2 separate regions of the Anas platyrhynchos genome follow, and region 1 is linked to region 2. The links are chromatin contacts, called in public Hi-C maps. All regions are on one chromosome and are shown on one strand. The core of a region is the stretch at or near the end of the contact, and the rest is flanking DNA. Distances in the headings are between cores, read along the strand shown. Region 1 holds the start of PIGN (phosphatidylinositol glycan anchor biosynthesis class N). Region 2 overlaps TNFRSF11A (TNF receptor superfamily member 11a).

Region 1 (3,802 bases), core at 1,199-3,698, 86 kb before region 2:
CCTCACCAGAGCCGAGTACAGGGGGACGATCACCTCCCTGGTCCTGGTGGCCACAGTGTTCCTGATACAAGCCAGGATGCCGTTGGCCTTCTTGGCCACCTGGGCACACTGCTGGCTCATGTTCAGCCAAGCATCAATAAGCACCCCCAGATCCTTTTCCTCTGCACAGCTTTCCAGCCACTCTGCCCCAAGACTGTAGTGTTTCACGGGGTTGTTGTGACCAAAGTGCAGGACCCAGCACTTAGTCATGTTGAACCTCACCCCACTGGCCTCTGCCCATTGACACAGCTTGTCCAGGTCCCTCTGCAGGGCCTTCCTACCCTCCAGCAGATCAACACTTTCCCACAACTTGGTGTCATCTGCAAATTTATATGTTCGCCTCTTACTTTGTGGGACATTATCACATTTTTGTTAAGGCTGAAAATATTTCCAAGAGTCCCTTCTGTCCTATTTTTACTTCAGATACATTATAAAGTCAGTTTCTGTGGGTAAAGCTATACCTATATTTAACATACAAAAAAATATATATATTTATAAAATAGCCTATATTAGATCAGGATTCAACAACCCTACGAAAATCAACACAAGAAGAGCAAAGATTGATGTGTTTCTACTCATTTTCTGCCTCAAGAAGTGCACATTTTAAAGTTCATGAAAAAAATATGCATACATTGAAAAACTGGGTTTTGTTTCATACAAAACCAAGTAATAATGATAATAATAAAAACACAAGAAAAAACCCTGAAGGCTGCTTTTTTTTTGTTTGTTTTTCCTCCATACAAGCCCTCCATATTTTGGATACCCAGCTTGACAGAGCTATATTTGGAAACCTTATCTTCTGAAACATATTAAGGTAAGCTATTCTTCAGACAAACAACTTGTACCCTTTAAAGGCAGAAGAAGATTTTAATTCCAGTAAGAAACAATGCATACCTTTTGGAGGCAGAAAAATAAATGAATTTGTAGATGTCTCCATCAGGTAAACCTATTTAATGCCTTGTTTCCAGAACTTCAGCATCTTTTTCTGCCTCACACATCCTTCGTGGTGATGGATGTTTCTTGTAAGGCTTTCTTCTCAAGTCCCTTAAATTAGACTCTTAGAATACCTATTTGTATACTGCAATAAACTATTTTTAAGCATATTGTTATCGTACAAGGCAGTTTAAACACACTTTTCTTCCACTCTGGAATATGTACTTCAGCTGTGTTAACCTTACCCTAGGTGCCAGTAGATTATTTTGGAGCAACTGAAGGACATCAGTGTATATATTGCAATTAATTTCATAAGCCCAAACAAACCTCGTAGGAAGTACTGAAACAGAAGAATATTTTTTGCATTATTTTAGGGGAGAAGAGAAAAATTTAGTCCTTGTTGTAAAACTACAGAGAAGCCAGCAGCAACGCGTACCTTAAAAGCAAGGGAGACTTGTTTAAACCATCTTTAAACTTCAAATCACTTGTAAACATCACAGATCACCACTAGAGGCTGCTACAGGACATCAGTAAGGGGAAAAAAAAAATAAGAGAAAAAAGACCACAAGCAGATGAACTTTTAGTGAGTTCACACTGAGCATCCTTTAACTCTCCAGAAAAGTGACAAGATTTCTGTAACGAAATCCACCACACTGATTCCACCAAAGTACCGAGAGAAAACGCTTTTCTTATTTTTAGTGTATTTTAGTATATTATTTTTAGTTTATTTAGTGTGTTTTAGTGTGTTTTGCCGCTTCATTTTATGCTACAACCCATTCACACTCCCCTACAGCTCACACTCCCCTACTTTTTTCCTATAGACAATATGAAATCAATATATTATGGGAGAAAAAAAGTTTATTAAAGGACAGGTTGATTGCATTTTAAGGAAAATGTATGTAAACTAAATACAGGAGTACCGTTATTTTATAGCATAGCATTATAACACGGATTAACCAGTTTGCAGTTACGGTACTGAGTACTGCTGCACCTAGTAGAGCCCAGTAAAACAAGGTTAGATGTAGCCTTGATAGAGTTTCGATTAATTTGCAGGACGGTCACTTCCACACACCCAGAAACGTGTCTTTTTGCCTCCCTGAGATCCGGCCACGCTTTTATTCGACATTTCAACCCCAGCTTTGCTTCCATCTGCTAGCACGGAGAGAGGAAGGCTCTGGGAGACTTTGCAGCAGCCTTCCAGCACCTAAGGGGTGCATACGAGAGCAGGGAAGGGCCCCAACGAGCCGTGAAACCCCAAATTCCCCCCATGAGCGCGCCCCGCGCCCGGCAGGACCCCCTCCCTCCCCCGCCTCCCACCCGCCCTATCTCCCCCAGCCCCGCTCCCGCCGCGCGCACTGCGCAGGCGCCGCCACTCACTCGCCTCCCGCCGCGCGCCCGGCCAGGTCCCCTTCCGCTTCCGCGGCCCCCCTCAAGCCCCGCCCACCCCCACCAAGCCCCGCCCCCTCCCTCCCAGGCAGCGGGGCCGGTCCCGTTGTCCCGGCGGCTCTCGCGAGAGCGGCGAGCCGGAAGAGGCCGCGGGGCGGGCTGCGGAGCGCAGTGGGCGGCGGGCGGGCGGAGGTGCGGGAGGGCCTCGCCTCGCGTCGCGCCGCAAGATGGCGGCGGGCGGTGGCGGCGGTGTGAATCCCTTCCTCAGCGACTCGGAGGAGGACGAGCCCGGCGGAGGGCGGCACGGCGGCGGCAGCAGCAGCAGCACGGAGCCGGCCGAGCCGCGGCGGGAGGAGCCGGGCAGCCCCGAGGAGCCGCCGGGCCCGCGGGCGGCGGGGGCGCCGGGCGATGGCGGCGGGGCCGGGGCCGGGGCCGGTTCTGGGTCCGGGTCCGGGTCCGGGCCCGGCTCGGCGGTGGAGCCGCCGCGGGTGTCGATGGACGCGATGGCGGCGCAGCTGCTGCGGGACCAGTTCCTGCTGACGGCGCTGGAGCTGCACACCGAGCTGCTGGAGAGCGGCCGCGAGCTGCCCCGCCTGCGGGATTTCTTCTCCAACCCCGGCAACTTCGAGAGGCAGAGCGGCACGCCGCCCGGCGCCTCGGGGGGGCTGCCCGGCAGCCTGCTGGGGGCGGCCGGCGGCAGGGAGCCCGGCCCCGGCCAGCTCAGTAAGTGCCGGGGGGACGGGGCGGGGGCTGAGGCTGCCCTGGGCAGCGCCTGCCCTCCTGGGCACCCCCTCGCAAAGAGGAGCGGGCGTGCGGCGTGGTGAGAGGGCTGCCGGAGCCGCCACCCATTCATTTGGAGCCTCGCGGGGTGGCTGAGGCTGGGAGGGATCCCCAGGGATCAGCTGGTCCCGCAGGGTGACGCAGAGCAGGCTGCGCAGGGGCACCCAGCAGCTGTCAAAATGTGGCTGTCAGTGCGGTGCTCAGGTCTGCAGGACGGGCCTCAGTTACACGGGTACCACCCCATCGCACACAACTAACACAGTGCTTCCAATAACCAGGTGCTTCTACTCTTGGGCTATCCGTTTCGGGGATCCCCACTCGGTGGGGGGAAATATACCGGGCTAGCGTGCCTACTGGAAGCAGTGAGGGTGTTTCAGAAGTGGCATAGCTGGCCTGAAAAGCTTTTAGGTTTTAATAGTAGAGCGGGTGGTTTAGAATAGAATTACTTGTGTGATTTAACAGTATTACTGTTGAGAACAGCAGAGGTTTAAAAGCCTGGTAGCTAATGGAAGTGGCGCTGAGAGAGAGAGGAGTTGCCCAGACACCTGACTTCTGAGGTCTTAATGAGCTCCTGGACAGCATTGAAATGAAAGGTGTTTTTTTCAAAATACTGTTGAAAGGTTTATCTGTATGCGTATTCTAAGATACCTAGTGGCCTCCTGCA
Region 2 (3,891 bases), core at 495-2,994:
AGAACAGCGAGATGCCTGCTTCAGTCTGCCCTCACAGGAAAAGAAAAGCTCTCTCCTGCAATACCACGTGTAGTAAAACAGGCTCTTTGCTAAACATTATGGTTTGGTTGGCTTTCGGGTTTGATTTCTTCAGTCCATTCCCAATGAGTCGTGAATAATAACGTGGATGCTGCTGAGCAGCCAGTGAATACAAGAGGTCTGCCCTTCTGCACGCTGCCTGGGATGACTCTGCCAGGGGCTGAGCATGTGATGGCGAGCTGTCAGCCCGCAGAAGGCCACGATCCTCGCCGGCTGCTCCATCCCCACTGCCCATCGCCTCCCTCACCTCCCACCTGATGCACCTGAGGTTCCTGCCTGCTGTGCCCCCGCTGGCGGCGTGGTCAGCGAGGCACTTCTCCCTCACGTCGCCTGCCTGCTAGAAATAGCTCCCTGGGGTTTGGCAGTGAGGCACGGACCTTCCCCTCGTCCAGGCAGCACCGGCCGCTCAGGTGTTTGCTCCTCGCCACGCGTTATGACGGGGTGGGCAGTGGGAATAGCCAGGATGGGGATTTCACCCCCGTCTGGCCACTTTCTGCTTGCGAGTCGTGGTTTTCTATCAATCTTCATGTTATCAGTGTTGTTCTTCGTGTTCCTTCAGGCCCTAGCAGGGTTTCAAGGACCTTATTTTTAAGAGCGAAATAATATTTAGTTTTCAGCCGCTGCCATTTCCCGGCTGTATTTGACCACGTGGTGGTAGTTCTGTGATGTGGTTTTCCTGGTCACTGGAAAGTTGACATCACCCAAAGCATTTCATTCACAAGCTGAGACTTTTGCTTTGGATTTTTAGACCTGCAGGCGAATAACTGGCACTGTGCGGCTGCGACTTGCGGGCTGTCCTGCTCCAGTTTGCGTCGGCAGCGAAGCCTGGCCGTGAAGGAGCTGTTGCATTCGCTGTCCCTGTGATCACGATCAAGCCGTTTTAGTGTAAAATTCCTCTCCCCCCTTACCAACACACAGTTATAAAAACACAGAGAGCTGTGTACTGTGAGGTAGGTGCCCCAGCAGGGCGCCTGGGAATGCCAGCCACGTGGAGCAGTGCCACGCTACAGCCAGGTCCTTGGGCTCAGAAATAAAGCCCAAGGAGCCATGGAACCATCACACTTCTGCAGCAGGCATGGCCAAGGATCTCAAAAGCAAGCAGTGTGAGTAAATTCAAGCCCCAGAGCTCAAAGAGCAAGAGGTGTGCGAGGCGGGACGTGCCGTGGTTCGTTCTCCCATAGGTGCTTTGGGTCCTAAATGCAGAAAAAATGTGCTTTGCTCAGTGAAATGCTGACGGGTGGCTTGAACGCTCTCCAGAAACAACTCCACCAAGCACGAAGGTGTCATCTTGTGCTAGCTACCCCTTGACGTGTCCCTTGACGTCTCAGCTTTTGCACAAGTCAGATTATCGCTAACGAGCAGCCCCACTGGGGCCTCAGGTTCTTGCTCCCAAGTGACATGGGAAAAAGACCGTGGAAATCCCCGAGCTTGCTCTTCCAGATTTTTTCTGTTAAAGGAAAGAGGCCCGTGCAACTCTATCTTCTCTGAAATGTGGGTCTGAATATTCATCTGAGCGAGAAAGTAATTTTAGCATCGATGACACACAGCTTCTGCTGTCACCCGATTGCCCAACAGCGCTGAGAATAATTTCCTTAAGCCCAGGGACAGGACTCTGAGTGCTGCTGCTTCCCCCTTCAGCAGCACCTGCGTGCTTTCAGGGGCTGAGTAACGCCGCGGTGCTTCGGAGCTGTGACTCACGGGAGGTCTCCCACCCTACAAGCACGCTCTTGCTTAGCGTCCTTGTGCAAGAAACTTGGAAAAAAGAAAAATAAAAAGAGGCTGAGAGGGCTGCCTGCAGCTGCCTGACACCGAAGCACGGCCCGCCTGCAGACCTGGACAGGAGCAGGCCTGTTTTTCCAAAGAAGCCATCGACGCTGCTCCTGTGCCTGTAGGTGAGGAGGTGTAGGCGTGCTTTATCCAGCCGGCCCCGTGGCAATCCGCCGAGCCCAGAGGATGTTTGTCTTCGTCCCCCGGATTCTCCCCCTCTTGGATAATTCGTGTTTTGAGGAAATATAAATCACCGAATCAGGGAATGCCTGAGGTGGGAAGGGACCTCGGGAGGTCATCTGGCCCGGTCCTCCTGCTCCAGCAAGGCCGTGGCCGGCTGCCCAGGACCAATTAAGCAGGAGAGCTGCCTTTTCTTAGGAAGAGGAGCACACACATGTGCTTCACACATGTTTTAAGTGACGAATGAAATGGACACAGGATGCCCAGGCCTCACTGGAGCACTCATTCACACACACTGCTGGTATTTATTGCAAAACTACCAACAGTGAGCCTTAGAGGAATGACCAGCCTGTGTCTTTTCGATCTGTCTTGTTACTTCAGGCGAGGTTGACAACTTTTCTGTCACCAGGAGATGAACTTGGAGATGTCAAAATCACTCCTGCTTACGGGCAAGCGCCAAGGAGAGGAAGGATGCCCTAGGGGTTACAGGGCGAGCTCGAGACTTGCTTCTCTTTCCTGCTTCGCCACTCGTTTCCTGTCACCTTTGTGAAGCCGTCCGGCCCCTGGGTGCGAGTTCCTCCTCCGTGACATGAATTGCACTTCCCCATCTCAGCCCGGCGCTGCGGCTGGGGAGGCGTTGCCGCTGCGGGGCCTCACTGCTGGCAGCGCACGTGCTTCGTGCTGACCAGAGGCCCCCAGCTCGCCACGGCTGCTGCCCCCCTGAGAAAACACCACGATTCTGTTCTTTCACCTTCCCGTCCTCCCCACACCCAGCTCTCACGCTCAGCAGGTCAAAAAATACCTGGCCCAAATCCCTCTCCTTCGGGAGGAGGGAGCGAGCTAGCACGTGTGCACCGATAGCTTTGCCTTTGTCTTGCTGAGCGTCAACCAAAGGAGGGAGTATCGCGGCTTGGAAAATGCGTTGGCTTGTCCCGAAAGGGGAAGGACACAGCCGCCGAAGAGAATACTTATTGACACAGAGCGAGGATTTATGCAGCTGGGAGGATTTTGCAACAAGAGCCCTCTGTGTGCTGGATCGATTTCCTAAAGGTAGCTGAGCAGCCAGCCTGCTCCTGCTCCCCGAGCCTCAGCGCAGGGGGGTGCTTGCTCTGTTTGGGCCGAGCCTTGGTTTTCGGAAATCATTCCAGGCCCTTGAGCGGGAAGTTGTTCAGCAGATTTGCATATCCTTCCTTAAAAAGGACGATGTGCCCTTCTGTGACACTCCAGTCATTTTCTTAGTCTTTTCTTCTAAAGAGGAACCTTCGAACTGGGGCGAACGAGGAAGAAAAGAGCGGGCTGTTATAAAAAGCAAGTGACTGGACCCGTCCTGGTCTGGTCGCTTTTGCTGCCAGTGCAGACGGCCGGGGATAGGAGTCAGTCCCTCCAGCCCTTCCTGCTGCTGGGTACCATGGTGTGGGCTCAGCCCCGACCTGGCCAGCACACGGCAGCTGGAGCATGGCACCAAAAACACACTCCTGGTATTACACTTACTGCTGTGCCAGCACTGGTTGTTGTCCTGATATTTGGGAAGACGAGCAAGGTGTCAGGAATAAGCCAGCAGAAAAGCCTGTGGCAGTGTATGCACTTATTTACCTTATCCTCAGGATCCTAGCCGTGCTGCTGGTGACCCTTTGTGTGAGGCGCTGTGCAAACACGAAGCGCAGCCTTTGTTCCGAAAAATGCGTCACCTCCTCGCAGACAAGACACTGCTAGTAAGTGCAAAGACAGGGACAAGGAAATAACGAGGCAAAAATGGCCCAAGCTCCAAGCCAGGAGGCGGCGTTTTAAAGAAAAACATCAGCCTCTCTGGTCGTCTTCAAGTCACAAGGACCCCTCCCAGCATTGGAAGAGGATGGCTCCGCGGGT

The links. Hi-C and Micro-C count contacts between places; a contact is called where the count stands out from the background.
Region 1: a contact with region 2 is called in a Hi-C map of subcutaneous adipose tissue, with 2.3 times the contacts expected there. The contact joins the promoter of PIGN here to the enhancer-like site in region 2. A contact is called at or near these places in 2 of 8 Hi-C or Micro-C datasets (skeletal muscle and subcutaneous adipose tissue).

The regions. Positions count from the first base shown.
Region 1 is chr2:80,109,971-80,113,772 of IASCAAS_PekinDuck_T2T, reverse strand. It overlaps PIGN (phosphatidylinositol glycan anchor biosynthesis class N), which reads right to left and starts at 2,448. Exons shown (of 29, transcript XM_072034992.1): 1 at 2,350-2,448. It overlaps RELCH (RAB11 binding and LisH domain, coiled-coil and HEAT repeat containing), which reads left to right and starts at 2,502. Exons shown (of 29, transcript XM_038175614.2): 1 at 2,502-3,081. The coding sequence starts at 2,586.
Region 2 is chr2:80,023,089-80,026,979 of IASCAAS_PekinDuck_T2T, reverse strand. All of the region lies in intron 1 of TNFRSF11A (TNF receptor superfamily member 11a), which reads left to right. Among named protein-coding and RNA genes, the nearest start is that of TNFRSF11A, 6.7 kb to the left of the region's middle. Within about 2 kb of position 1,744, at least 6 of the 8 cell types and tissues checked have an H3K27ac peak or open chromatin away from gene starts, as enhancers often do. A contact at or near this core is called in subcutaneous adipose tissue, where this site is marked.